Regions from separate parts of the Mus musculus genome. Here region 1 is linked to region 2. Evidence: chromatin contacts called from public HiChIP or PLAC-seq data. All regions are on one chromosome and are shown on one strand. Each heading gives the region's core, a stretch centred on a gene start, on an enhancer-like site or on the middle of the called end of the contact. The rest is flanking DNA. Distances are from core to core; before and after follow the strand shown. Region 1 has its middle 43 kb from the start of Rras2. Region 2 holds the start of Rras2 (related RAS viral (r-ras) oncogene 2).

The links. HiChIP or PLAC-seq counts read pairs in DNA pulled down with a chosen protein or histone mark.
Region 1: a BATF HiChIP or PLAC-seq map of CD8 T cells shows a contact between it and region 2, with 9 read pairs. The contact joins the enhancer-like site here to the promoter of Rras2 in region 2. A contact is called at or near these places in 2 of 39 promoter capture datasets (3T3-L1-derived adipocytes and the C10 cell line), 2 of 15 datasets of contacts at CTCF or cohesin (the NIH/3T3 cell line and large pre-B cells), 3 of 484 Hi-C or Micro-C datasets (embryonic fibroblasts, group 2 innate lymphoid cells and regulatory T cells), 12 of 115 datasets of contacts at active chromatin or transcription factors (CD8 T cells, the SCID.adh cell line, bone marrow-derived dendritic cells and 7 more) and 3 of 9 other capture datasets (adipose tissue, liver and pancreatic islet).

The regions. Positions count from the first base shown.
Region 1 is chr7:114,157,890-114,164,570 of GRCm38.p6, reverse strand. No RefSeq gene overlaps it. Among named protein-coding and RNA genes, the nearest start is that of Rras2, 43 kb to the right of the region's middle. Within about 2 kb of position 3,295, at least 41 of the 459 cell types and tissues checked have an H3K27ac peak or open chromatin away from gene starts, as enhancers often do. A contact at or near this core is called in CD8 T cells, the SCID.adh cell line, effector CD8 T cells and 2 more, where this site is marked.
Region 2 is chr7:114,113,285-114,120,624 of GRCm38.p6, reverse strand. Rras2 (related RAS viral (r-ras) oncogene 2) reads left to right here and starts at 2,844. Exons shown (of 6, transcript NM_025846.2): 1 at 2,844-3,229. The coding sequence starts at 3,122.

The DNA of each region.
Region 1 (6,681 bases), core at 2,046-4,545, 43 kb before region 2:
CCCAGGTGACATTAATGCTGCTTGACTGAGGGCCATGTGGTCAGGACTGTGTTGTTAGAATATTCAAGGAAAAGAGACTCTTAGAGGAACTAGATGACTTCCCTCTATTCTGAATCCTTTCTGACATATTAGGAGCCTGAGAAGTGTCGTAACTAGATTTTGTATCTGGTTCTCTTTCTTCTCCAACATTGTGTCATTACTTTATATTATTGATGAAAACTCCTGCATCTTCCTCAGCCTCAAGAAAAGGACCCGAGGAAAGATGAGGCTGAGCTGGACATCCTGGAGGTGGAAAATCCTAGAAGCCTCTAGGATTTCCTTCATAAGATCAGACTCAACAGACTCCATCGGAGCACAAGGTAGCAGCTCACTCAGAGAGGGGCGCTCAGAAGCAAACATGCAAAGCTGAAGATTCCAGGTCCAGCCCTGCCCTCTTACCTCATCCCTTCCCAATCTCAGCAGTAAGGTCCCAAACTTTGTATTCCATATCTGAATTCTGAACCTGCAGACTCTGTGACCAACGATCCTACACCTGCTTGATGGCTGTCAGTGAACAAAACATTTCCCCTTCCTAGACATCACCTAATTAAACACCCTGAAGTGTGAGTTTCAAGCACGCTCAAGGATGGGCCACTGGGCGGGGCGAGATTCAGCTGTAAGAGATGCTGGAGTTAAGTGGTCCAAGGCAAATATTCTTAAACAAATGCGGCAAAGTTCGAGTTCCCTTGACGTCCACTCACAGTCTGTTATAAATTTAATCACAAGGACACATGTAGCCACCTGCTACTATTAAAGAGGAAGAGAATAGGTTTAGGGAGACAATTGTCAGTCCTGTCATGGTGACCTTAGGGTAGTAAGTGACCATTGCTGGGAGATTTAAGATTAATCAATTAATTAATTAATTAATTAATGATCTCAAGACACTAAACCCCATCACTTCACTATAAGAATCAAAAGAAAAGCATCTTCCTTTTCATTACTTGTTTTATTTCTGAGACAAAACAAGTTTTTGCTTTCTAGCCCATGGTGAGGAAGAACTTGCTTTGTAGCCCAGGCTGGTTCTGCATCCTTGGCCCAGCTAGGATTATAGATGTGTACCAACGTGCCAGACTCAGAAAGGAATTTTATTCATAGATTCTCTCAGACTGCTGTCCCACATGTGTTCAAAAACAGGTAGGTCTTGTCAGATCTGGAGTCTTGGGCAGGGCGAGTCATGAGTTTGAGGTCAGCTTGGAATACGTGTCAAGGCCCGTCTCAAAGAATAGAAATATCCCCCCTCACTGTGCATCAAAATTACAAGTGACCTTTGGCACAGTAAGTCCACTTTCTCTTGACATACTAAAAAAATGAGGAAGCTTGGGGCTGGGGAGATGGTTATGAGTGATTACAAGTACTCACTACACAGCCATGAGGATCTGACTTAGATCCCTCTGCCCATGCTACAGTCTTCACGTGCTCTCATGTGGACCTGGAACTTCCGCTCTGTGGGTGGGGGCAGAGGCAGAAAGGAATGCTGGGAAGAAAGAGTGAGTAAACATAGGAAGAAAGGAGAGAAGGAAAGAAAGGGAGGCAGAGAGGGAGGGAGAGGAGAGGGAGGGAGAGAAAGAGAGAGGGAAGGAGGGAGGGATGAAGCCTCCTCACGAGGCAGCCCCACTGCTGCTTCTGCTTCCTCAGTGAGACCTGAGATTGTGCTTGCCCAGTCCTATCTAGTCTCATCTGGAGACTCATGGGTGACACAGGTTGGCCCTCATGTAGGGAATATTGCTGTCCTCTGAGTTTCTATGGCCCAAGAGTGAGTTAAGACCCCCGCCATTAGTCCCTTGTCCCAGCAGGACAACTATACATGAAAGGCAAGGATATGTGAAGTACAGAGAGAAGTGTTCAGCTTTAAAAGGGGGGAGGATATCTATAGTTGACAACTCCTGATGACTGCTCAAACCTAGCTCCTTCCTCGGACTGCCAGCACTGCTATTAGGATTCTGTAGTCAACACCACCTAGAACTTCCCAGAAGTGCCTGCGTTACATGAGATCCTGTTTCATAAAAATCAAATTAAGACATGTAATCTGAGTTATCAATCACTGACTCAGGGGAATATGCTAGACTAAGCCATGTTTCTCTTGGTTCTCTCCTTGATAAGGTCTCAAAAGTTCTGGGAACCAGTCATTTCAAGTCTTAGCTTATAGCATAGACAAGTGCAGCCAGACATTAGGTGAACTTCTAAAGAAAGGAGAAACACGGTGGTACCAAGAGCCTGGGATGAGGTCACCACAGCCATTGAGCATTATGTGTGGCTCTAAGTCTCTTGGTTTTGAGAAAGAGGGATGATGGATGATATAATTGTCCTTGTTTTTTTAATGAGAGGGTTCTTGTCCATAGATACAGACGTGCAATTCAAGAGGACACTCATCAGAGAGTCTTCTGTAAGGCAGACTGACCACAAGTGCAAACAGTGCCCTCAGTGAGGGGACAGACCACTCAAGGTAAGAGGGTTGATCCCAGAACCCGTCAGGGATGTGGGTAGCAGGAAAGAAAGAGGAGAGATGCTTTAGGGAGGATGGCAGCTAGATGTCTAACATCATTAGCTGTGTCAGGCCAGCAGCTTCCAACAGGAATTAAACCACAAGGATTTACAGTGTCTGTAAATTCACAGTGGGTTCTCTGTTGCCTCCAGCTTCCATTTGAACTGGTTTTTAAAAATCAACTCTTTCCCTTCCTATCTGTTTCTCCCTCGCATAGGCAAGAGTATCGGGAGAAGGAGGCCACTCTTCCTTACTCCCTACTCCTAAAGGTCAGCCCTAAACACAGTCTTGCAGAAGTCAAAGAAAGATCCAGGAGGAGCTGAGCATGATGGCACATGCGTGTAATCCCAACACCTGGAAGGGAGAAGCAGGAGAATCAGGAGTTCAAGACCAACCTCAGCCACACATCGAGCTTTAGGCCAGTCTGAGAATGAGACTCAATCTCAAAATACAAGGGGAAAGGGGAAGGCCAGGAGAGAAGTTCTCTGTTTTTCTTCTGGATTTTGGGTGATGCCTGAAACTTCCAGGCATCTTGTCACTAGAGGATGACATCACTACTGAAAGTGGAATACTCAGCTGGAAAGAACCTGGATCCTGACGACATGGTTCAGCCTCTGAGTCAGGAAATCTGGGAAGCAACCGGACCTCTAACCTTCCTCTTATGCACAATACCCCATTCTCCGTGAAGCACATATCATTTGGAGGCGCAGCCCTAGCCACTGAATGCGCACACTGTACAACACTGATTAGAATCTAACTGCTTAGGTGCAGAAGGAAGTGGTTTTAAGATGGTAACACGTTGCTCCTCTCATCAAGCTTAGCAATGGCAAAGGCAGAGGGCTGGTCATTAGACGATGAGTCTCACAATTAAATACTGAACCACAGAAGGATAAAATGCCATAGAGGAGAAAGTACATGAGAGGATCTGAGCTTTCCCGAGAGTGACATGTCCTTTTCTCTGTCTCTTGGCTGGTTTTAATTGTCATCCATAAGAAGAGCTTAATTTTTTAGCTTATTAATTGTTTGTTTATTCATTTGGAAAGAGAAATTAGGTATTCATGCTGCCACACACATGCAAAGGCCAGAGGACAACTTGCTGGAGTCACATTTCTCCTTCCTCTGTGTGGGTAGAACTCAGGTTGTCACCAAGCTTGGCAGCTAGTGACTTTTTCCTGAGCCATTTTACCTGCTCCAAAAGGTGGTTTTTTTCCCTCAGGTCCATGTCATGCTCATGGTTAGAGCTAATGCCGTCCATGTAATGACTGAAGACAGCCTCTCAGTGTAAGACTGATGGCCAGCGAAGCTGTCCAGCTTCTGTGAGAGTCTGATTCTGAGAATACCTTCCTGCACAGGAGTCTAGTTTGTGGCCTCAGATGAGCAGACCCTACTTTGCTAACTACCAATGTCAAAGAAACTGAGAGATGAGACAGCTGGAAGGGCTAGGGACAGGGTTTGGGGACTGGTCACAAAGGTGCTCTCAATACTTAACAATCCATAAGCTTGTGCTCTCTTAGTCGTAAAGGTGGGGTCCATCAAAATCCCATGACACCACAGCGAGACCAAACTCCTTTTCTCTTACTCCGAATCACCCATCCCATGTGGGAGACGAATAAGAACACAAACTACATCTTCAGTGACATAGAGTAGCATCTGCAACAGAGGAAGTGGATGGAGACCTTGTCTCTGGTCAAAGACAAAGCATGTGACAGCTGAGCCTGGCACTTCCTACTTGGGTCACAGCTCAAACCCACCTGAACCAACAGCAGAGCCCCACAGGGATGGGACTCACATGTTTCCCTCTTGCCCTGGAGCTTCGTGCATGTTGTTAGAAGCTAACTGGCTAACACGCACGGGAACAGGCAATGTAGTTGGGGTATGAATCGAAGTCACTGGGCATGGTCCTCAGTCAGCCAGGATCACAGGAAGTAGACACACATCCCTTGGTGTGCAGAGCTTCAGAAGCACGAGGTGACATTTTTGGTGCTGGGGACTTTGTACATGGGGAACATACACTCTCCCATCGAGCTACAACTCTAATCCAACTCCTAAGTTCTCTACTATGTAAACCAGGCTGGCTTCACACTTCTGGGCTCAAGCTATCTCACTTCAGCCTCCTCAAGTGCATGTGACAGTACCCCAGGCTCAGGAAAATAATCCTGTGGTCGATTCTACAGCCCCTACTGCCACAGTGAGAGTCTTGATATTCATCTTTTCCCTCTTTGACCTGTTTTGCTCTACCTCTATTCTCCAAAAACAAACACCTAGACCAAGGTTTCTGTTTCACCTTCTACTTTTAAGTGAAACCAAATTAAAGCAGGAGACACTGGCAGAGGGAGTCACTGACAAAAAGCGAGTCATTCATCTATGCCTGCAAGGCTCAGGGACCATGACAGAGAGAGAGAGAGAGAGAGAGAGAGAGAGAGAGAGAGAGAGAGAGAGACAGAGGTCCTGAGGATTTGAGTGAAAGAGCCTTCTGGACAGGTCATGATTGCTGCACTCAAGAACAAGATGAAGCCAGTCAGCGCCTGCCCATCGCTGAGGAACTACTGTCTTCTGATAGGTTGGCCATGGCCTAGTGGATGGCTCCACACCCATGTGTATTGAGAATTTTGGTTTCTTTAAAAACACAGAGATGCTATAAAAATATGTTTTCAGTTTAATCCCAGGTGTGGGATATGGGTCTGCTTCAGATTGTCCACAGCACCTGTCTATGACTGCTCTGGCAGGGGTGTCACAGTTTTTCCAGCTGCAGATAGTTTCTGCAATTGTATGATTTTTGAGATTGTGGGGACTCTTAAGAGGGTATATAAATGCTAGAGCCTAGAGAGGGGTGTGGCTGTGGCTGCTCCTGGTGGTCGCTGGATGATACTGTTGTTTCAGGTTGTTAGTTGCTGATTCATTGCTGCTGGTTGCTAGTTGCTGGTTGCTGGTTAATGCTGCTGCTGTTGTTAGTTGCTAGTTAATGCTGCTGCTGTTGTTGGTTGCTGGTTGCTATTGTTGTGGTTTGTCAAGTGGCCATATACAAAGAGACAACAAGAAGAAATTAGATATCCTGATGGCAAAGATGTAAGGGTGTATCTAGAAGGAATTAAGGGGAGGATGGGAGGTGAATATGATCAAAATACATTGTAGGCATTATGAAATTCTCAAAGAATTAATAAAAATTAATAATAACAAGCAAGTTGAGACTGCTGGCAGGACACCAGGAAGACTTGAGAACCGAAGGCACCAGAATCCTTGGAAGGGGAGGGTCTTGTCCCCCCGTGAAGACATCAGTCCTTAGCTGGGAGTGTAGCTCAGTGGTAGAGCACTGATCTGGCATGCATGAGGCTATGGTTTGCTCTCCACTGTACCCTGGGTAGGAGGCACATTGTTCCTTAAGCAAGCTGTAAGAAGCCCTGAGGTCAACAAGTTTGGCTTCTGTACACATCACAGTTGCTGGTTTAGTACCTTGTATTTTTCTGCTTCTTGGAGAAAGTTAAATGTTAGAAACAATTTTAACGCTTTAAAAGCAAAAGTCATAAAATGGGAAGAAAGCTGAGCATGGTGGCATTTGTATCCTAGTACGTGGGAGGCAAAGGCGGGAGGTTTGGAAGTTAAGGGTCATTGTTGGTACACAGTTGGTTCAGAACCAGCCTGGCTAAATGAGAGCCTGTCCACCAAAGCAACAATAATAAAATGGTAGAAAAACACAACACACCTGTCTGCACATTCAAGGCTAATACATCGACACAATAACCCACCACTATCAAGTACTTCAGAAAGTGCCTCCCATAATACAAGGCATTCTCGCACATTCACAGTGTAACCATCAAAATCAGGGATTTGGCTACAACACAAGACAGCTCACTAAGCTTCAGAACCCATGAGGCGCTCACAATTATCCCGTTAAGGTCTTCTCCATCAAAGGAGCCAGCTCAGCAGCACACATGCGGTTGAGCCATCAGGTCTCCTTTCATCTGGCACAGTTCACTCTTCCCTTGATGCTCACGACCTTGTTAGAAAAGTACGGTTCTAGTTATTTGCTGGCCTAGCTTTCATTTTAGGATTGTCTGATATTTTCTCGTAATTAGATTCCGGTTCTGCATTTGCAGGAATGATGTTCCTGTTCACTCATCCTAGCAGGTGGTACGTGGTTTCAATTCGCCCTGTTGCTAATT
Region 2 (7,340 bases), core at 1,595-4,094:
TAGGTCTAGGTTCTCAGGTGTGTTGGGGTTCCCTGGACTGGGCGAAGTGGGTGTGCTGGGTTCTGGTGATGGTGAGTGGTCTTGGTTCCTGTTAGTAAGATTCCTCCGTTTACCTTTCGCCATCTGGTAATCTCTGGAGTTAGTAGTTATAGTTGACTCTGTTTAGAGATTGTTCTTCTGGTGATTCTGTTACCGTCTATCAGCAGACCTGGGAGACAGATTCTCTCCTCTGAGTTTCAGTGCTCAGAGCACTCTCTGCTGGCAAGCTCTCTTACAGGGAAGGTGCGCAGATATCTTGTATTTGGACCTCCTCCTGGCCGAAGAAGAAGGCCCAAAACAGGACCTTTCTCAGACACTGTGTTGCTTTGGCAGTTCCCAGGTGGTACAGACTCTCACTTAAGCAGACTAAATTCCTAAGTTCCTTGGAGTCCCGGGACCAAGATGGCGACCGCTGCTGCTGTGGCTTAGGCCGCCTCCCCAGCCGGGTGGGCACCTGTCCTCCGGTCCGGAAGGTGGCCGGCTGTCCCCGGCCCACACAGGGTGCTGCCTCAGCGCCTCTGTGCTTCTGCCTGTTCCAGAAGCTGTCAGGTTCTCTGGCGCACCCTCTCACCTGTTCAGACTAATTTCCTAAGTTCGGCGGGTCTCGGACCAAGATCGCAGCAACTGTTCTTAACCTCTGATCTCTGACCCCTACCTCTTTTTATTTTTTGTGACAGGGTCTCACTATGCAGACCTAGCTGTCCTAGAACTCAAGATGTGGAGCAGGCCGGCCTTAAATTCACAGAGACTCACCTACCCACCTCTGCTTCCTGAATGCTGGGATTAAAGGCATGTACCACCATACTTCATATTTTTCAGTGTTTTTTTTTTAAGATTTATTTATTTATTTATTTTATGTGTATATGAGTACACTGTCACTGTCTTCAGACACACCAGAAGAGGGCATTAGATCCCATTACAGATGGTTGTGAGCTACCATGTGGTTGCTGGGAATTGAACTCATGACCTTTGGAAGAACAGCCAGTGCTCTTAACCCCTAAGCCAACTCTCCAGCCATTTCTGTGTTTTTAAATTAAATTTACAAGATGGATACAAAGTAATAGGTAAGCTTCATTATGGCATTTCCATACACATGCACTATGACGCTTCATTCAAATTTGCCCCTCCCCTATACTGCCCTCCCAGGACCCTCCTCCTTCTCTCTGGCTGGTTCCCTTCTGGATTCAGGGGCACTTTTGTTTGGTATGTATACACAGCCATCTCATGGTAATCAATTTTCACTTGACTCCCAGGAGAGAGTTAAAAACTGTGTGGTCTTTTACGCTGTGGCCTCGGAAGCCATTCTGTATCTCCCCTACTGTATTCTACTGGCTTCATTCAGGGCACGAAGTGTTCAAGAACTGGAGGGCATATTGTAAAACCACCATGCTTAGCCCACACTGTATTAAGCACTGCGTTTCTTTGTGTATATATGTGTTTGGGTGGGATGTCTGCTCGGCAGTGAAGGAACTGTGGAGGGCAGAGAACAAGTGTTGGGGGTTGCTTTTCTCCCTGCCTGTGGGTCCCAAAGATCAGGTCGGTAGGCTTGCGGGTGCGCCATCCACTGGCTCGGGCCCTTATTTGAGAGCTTATTTGGAAGCTGAGGCACAGAGCTTAAGTTCCCATCGCTATGCCATTAGCAAAGCAGGCAGGATTTGAACCAGTGTACCCTCTGAGAAGACCACAGCCTCCATCTTACGTGGCCTCTATAGAGATATCCCTACCACATCCAAGTCACACACAGTGAGTTTCTATTTATATCTGCAAGCTTGTAAACTCCCCCGAGAACGTTCAAAACCACACAACAGAATGTGTCCTTTTGCCATCTCTGGCTTCTGCATATCATGGTTTTCTTTTCTCTCTTTCATTCTTCCTATCTTTTCAGACTAGGTCTCACTCTTCCAGCCCTGGCCTGGAACTCACTATGTAGGTCAGGCTGGCCTTGAACTCTTTGAGCTTCCAGAATACTGGAACTAAAGGCGTGGGTTACCACACACGGCTCAGCTTGGTTTTCTTTCCCTGGAATACTTTTCTCCCATTCACTCATCTGTTTACAAGATTATTCCTCGGGTCTTTGGGAAAACCTTCTCTGACTAGCCAGCTCTGGGGTAAGTGCACCTTGGACCTCAGTGCTGAGCAGCTGTTGTTCTTACAATTATGTCTCACAAGGTGCCTATTGTCCCGGCTGCCTCCTCCTCTGGACTCTAAGGGCAAGGGCCTGATCATGTTCGTAGAAGCTGTGCTAGCAAGGAACACGCTCCTCCTAAAAAACATGTCACCAACCTGCAAATTTCTCACGACCCTCATACACAATTATCACACATTTTTTCACACATAGACATAGGAACAAAGATGTTACGCCCCAGATCTGTCCACATGCACTGTGGCCCCGTGCAAGCTCAATCACTACCCACTCTCTCACTGTCACTAGACTATCATATGTTCAGGTACCGCTACAGGTCTCATTTTCTTCAATCGCTGCCTTATACTTTTTTTTTTTTTAAACAAATACAGTCACCATCTGCATTCCGAAAACAGGGTATGGAGTTGAGTGAATATGACAACAGTTCTATTTTTCATCCACGCCATCACAGGCTGTTTCTTTCATGAACACGATCCCTGATTTATGCAATCACTGTCACCGCCGTCCATCTTCCCGGTTTCTTCCTTCTCCTCCCGGTGCTCTGAGGGCAGGTCTGCAGGGTCTGCTGCCTAGGGCGCTCCAGAGTCTCCGCCTGGGCGGGCGCGGCCTAGCCCCGCCCCCTCATGCATATGTAGTACCCCAGCCCAGCGGCCCGGCCCCCAGACGGCCATTTGTAGCGGTGCCGAAGGCTGCGTTCGGCTGCGCTGCAGATCCGCGAAGAAGAGCGCGCTCCCTGGCCGCTGCGTCCTCTGCCCTGGAGCCTTCCCGGCTCTCCAGCGTCTCGGGCAACTCCCAGCCGGTCCGAGGGATAGCGCTCCGCGGCCCTCCAGGCCACTCACGGACCCCGCGCGCTCTACCGCCTGTAACCCAGCCGGCCGCACTCGTCCCCGGAGCCGGGCCTAGGGCGCGCGGCGGCCGGGCTGGGCTCGGGGCGTCCCGATGGCCGCGGCCGGCTGGCGCGACGGCTCCGGCCAGGAGAAGTACCGGCTCGTGGTGGTCGGCGGTGGCGGCGTGGGCAAGTCGGCGCTCACCATCCAGTTCATCCAGGTGCCTGGAGACGGCCTGCGGGGTGGCGGCGGCGGCGGGGTGGCGCTACCTGTGGCCGCGGCGACCCCGCCCGGGGCGCGCGGGTGCGGGGCTCCGGCGCGTGCGGTGCGCGCGGGTGCGGTTTGCGCGGGGCCAGGGCGCGCGGCTGCGAGGGCAGGAACAGTGAGGAGTCGGCGCTGCGCTCCTGCCCTGCGGCCACGGCGCCGCGCTACTGCCCGCCAGGCGCCCGGCGCGGCGTCCGGGGAGTCGGGCTTCTCAGGAATGTGGCCCGGAGGGCGGAGCTGGCCGGGTGGGAAGCGCAGTTCCACCTTATCACTGCGGTCAGGGCGGGAGCCCGCGGGTTGCAGCCGCGCCGCGGTGCCGGGCTTCCTGCCCTGAGGGCCGGAGTGGGGACCCCGCGCCTGCCTCGGTGGCAGCGCTGGCCCGGGCTACTTGGCGGCGGCTTCGCGCCGCCGGCTCCCAATAGTGTTTTCTCTTTGTGTGTGTTTGAGCTTCTCTTACAAGTAGTCTGTTTGGTGGTACGTCCGGGTGGGAGTGTTTGATCGTGCCCTAGGGAAATAATGGCTTCGAGGAAGTTAAAAATGTGCTTTGATAGGGGCGAGACCATTTCCTTGGAATTCCCGGTGCCTGCCTGCTTCGCGCTTAGGTGAAGTTTGGGGTGAGCCCCGCTAGGAGGGGACGAGTATGAGTTGTGTGTTGCACCCTTCTCCCCCCCCCCCCCTATTTTCTGTTTGCTGGAGGAGGAAAGTCGGGTTGTGGCAAAGAAAAGGAAGGTGAAATTTGTCTTTAGATTTTATTCTAGGTTAAGACGCCCGAGTGATTTTCCTTTCTCTTCTTTTTGATTTTTAAAAGCAAATGCAGATCTCCTTGCTTTTGTCACCCTGAAAGGCGTGGCATATGTTGGGAAGAGAGCGCAGGTACCCTGCTAAGTAACAAAGGTATTTTTACTGTATTAAAGAGGACGGGTAGCAAAATGTTTTTGTGTGTGTGTGTGTTTGTTTTGTTTCACCCATTTGTTGAATTGATAGAGTTAAATAGCTTATTTTATTTCGATGTAACTGTGGTGTTTATAGTGTTATTAAGACGCACAGTTCCATAACCTAAATGATAATTTTCACATCGCGTGAATGAACAGTAGCTGCTCCTGTAGTAATTCATGGAATTAAAAAAGTGCTGCTCAACTTTTGTATTCAGAGAGGATGCTTATGTCATGAGCGTTGACAGTATGCTCAGTGGCGGTGGCAGCGGCAGCGGCTGCAATGGTGGGGGGCGTTGGTTTATGTTTACCAGTCTTCAGTCTGGCTTTTTGGCAGTTGTTATTTGCCTGGGACCAAAAGAGACTTAAGTGGCTGACAGCAAAACAAGTCACAGCTAAGTCTCCCTGGTGGCTGGTTTTGGAGGGAACCAAGAAGGCAGAGGATGGTCCTGGGTCCCAGAACCGGTGGATAACATTACTTAGATTTAAGTCAGAAGCATTTAAGTTTTTGAGGGAAGGACTATCTGAATATGATTGTTTCCACAAGTTAGGGTATTTGCGAAATAGTTTAAAAAACCCTTACACTCCAGGTGATTACTGTCTTCCTCAGGACCTTCTCGAATTCATTTGTTGACGACTTTGTGAGTAGTCTGGTATCTAGAGGCTCAAAAATGAGGTCAAGTAAAGACATGCATGGCCATGATGTATGCAGATAAGGACCTTTGAATTCTACAGACTTGAATATGTGCCTTTGGTTTATTGGCTATGAAAACACCCAAGTAGCTTTTCTGTGCCTCAACTTTCTTACTAGTTAAATAGCTCTCAGTACATGTCCTTTATAACTTTTGCATTATGAGAAAGATCTTCGAGTTGTGTTGAACATGCAATGTGTACTGTGTTGATAATAGTCACTTTAGTAAGTGTGAGAGATGAGACCTTTAGATGCAAGGGGATTTGAAGAAGTCAGTGTTGGAAGGCTTCAAAGATGCACTGTGGGGCTGGGGATGTAGCTCAGCGTAGAGTGGTTTGTCCAGTGTGTGGAAAGCTCTGCCTTCGAGCCCTAGTGCCAGAAAAAGAGCACTGTGTCTTATCAGGGGTTGTGTGAGTGGAAATGTGATGGATCTGGGGAGCCACAGGCCAGATTAGAAAGAGGAGGCCGATGTGTGGGGAGCTGGGAGTGGGAGAGGCATATGTGACTTGGGGCTTTTGGGGCTGGTGAAACAGGAACATAGGCTCTGAGGTTGACTTGGTGAGGAGGAAGGAGGCACAACACAGCACCTGTGTGGAGACCCAGCCATTCCCCTGAGTTTGATGTTGGGTAAGTTACTGAACCTGCCTGTGCTCCGGCTTTCAGTCATCTGTAAGCTGGGGTAATAAAATTATACAGCTGTAGAAATCAAATGGATTCACATCAAGGGCTTGGGACAAGGTGTAGGTCTACAAAGGCTACCTCCATTACTCTGCCACTCTTAGATTAAGTAACTAAAGCTGCAGTCTATCATCTACATCAGCACACACTTATAAACACACCCGCACCGACTCGGAAACATACATACCACACTCACAGTGCCCCCTCCCCATAAAAGGGGGGTGTGTATTTAGATGGCATTTCAGTTTTTGTTCCCCCTCCCAACCCTGACCGTTCTCCACCACCTCACCCGGTGTTAGGGGTCAAACCCAGGACTTTGGCAGTGGTTTAACCTCGGCATATCCTTTTAACACTTAATTTTATTTGTTTTTTTAGATTGAATCTTGCTAAGGTTCTAAGAATAGTCTTAAGTTCTGTAGCCCAGGCTAGCCTTCAGCATCTCAGTTAGCTAGGATTACCGGTATGTATCTAGCTTGGCTGCTCATACTTTTTTTATTTTTAAAAAACCATTGTACATTCTATTTGTGAATAGAATACCTAAGTGGTGAGTAGCCTCTGGTTAGGACATGATTTTGACATAGAGTGGGAGGCAGAGAGTTGGGAGTCTCAGCTTCTTCCAGACTAGATAACTGGAGGTTTCTGCCTCTCCCATTTTTTCCTTTAGGGCTTTGAGTTGTTTCCTGTGAAACACTGAGTTTCATTGAACAGATCTCTGGCTCTTTGTAATTCTACAGTTCTTCTGTGTTCTGACTCGCTGGTATCTTTGGTCTAGTTTCTTAGGTTTTCTAGGTCTCAATTTCCCATCTGTAAAGGGAGAGTAACAGAGGGCTTAGGGTTTTTGGAGTAAATAAAATGCCGGCAAATCAAACCAGGCAGCACAGCCAAGGCTGGGTAAGTCAGTGACCACCTTATTTGTGGCGATTTGGTATCTTGATGTTCTTCCAAAACAAAATTTGTAGTTTTTCCTCAATCCATAATGTAGTCCATTATTTTCAGGCTTCGCCCTTTCCACCTACACCAGGAGGTACTTAGACGGTGAGTATTGATTTCATTAGAGTTGGGAAAACGTTATTAATTTGGGATTGATTTTTAAGAAATGATGGCATAGCTTAGTGGTAGTTCTGTTACCGGTGCATTTAGGGTCAAAGCCTGGCCTCTGTCACCCCAGACAAGCCAGGCTCTGCCAGTTGTCCCTGACACACCAATTAAAGAGACATGTAATGGTGAAAAGCAGAGAAAGTACATTTATTGAAGATGGCAGTGGGAAGAGGAACAAATCAAGGGGACTGGTGATCCCTGTGTCATCTTTGGGGTACTGCCATGACGTTTGGGTTTAAATGGAAGGAAAGAGGCATGCATAACTAAACAGACTGGGTCAAGATGTGGTCCTGCCCATCCTAACTTCAGTTCTAATCTGTCCTTTAAGGTGATCTGGTCAGTTGTCAGAATTGTGTGAAGTCTCATCTTGGATTCATGCCGCTCTTCTGGCTGACACCAGGCTTCAGCCTTTCTCTTCCTCCAGCGTGAGATTTTTGGAGGAAGCTTTAATTCTTTGAGGTCCGTTGTTCCAATAGTTGGATGGCACAAAAGTTACTCTCTCTGCTCTCCTGTCCACATAGTTTTAGCAATATGTGTCTAGCATTTTCCAGGCCCTGGGTTCAGTTCTCAGTTACAGAAAACCAAGACATGGACAACAACACAAAAATTGTAATCATTAAGTTTTGGGGGTTAATGGTTCTTTGGCAGCTCTGAGAAGAGGCTGTCTG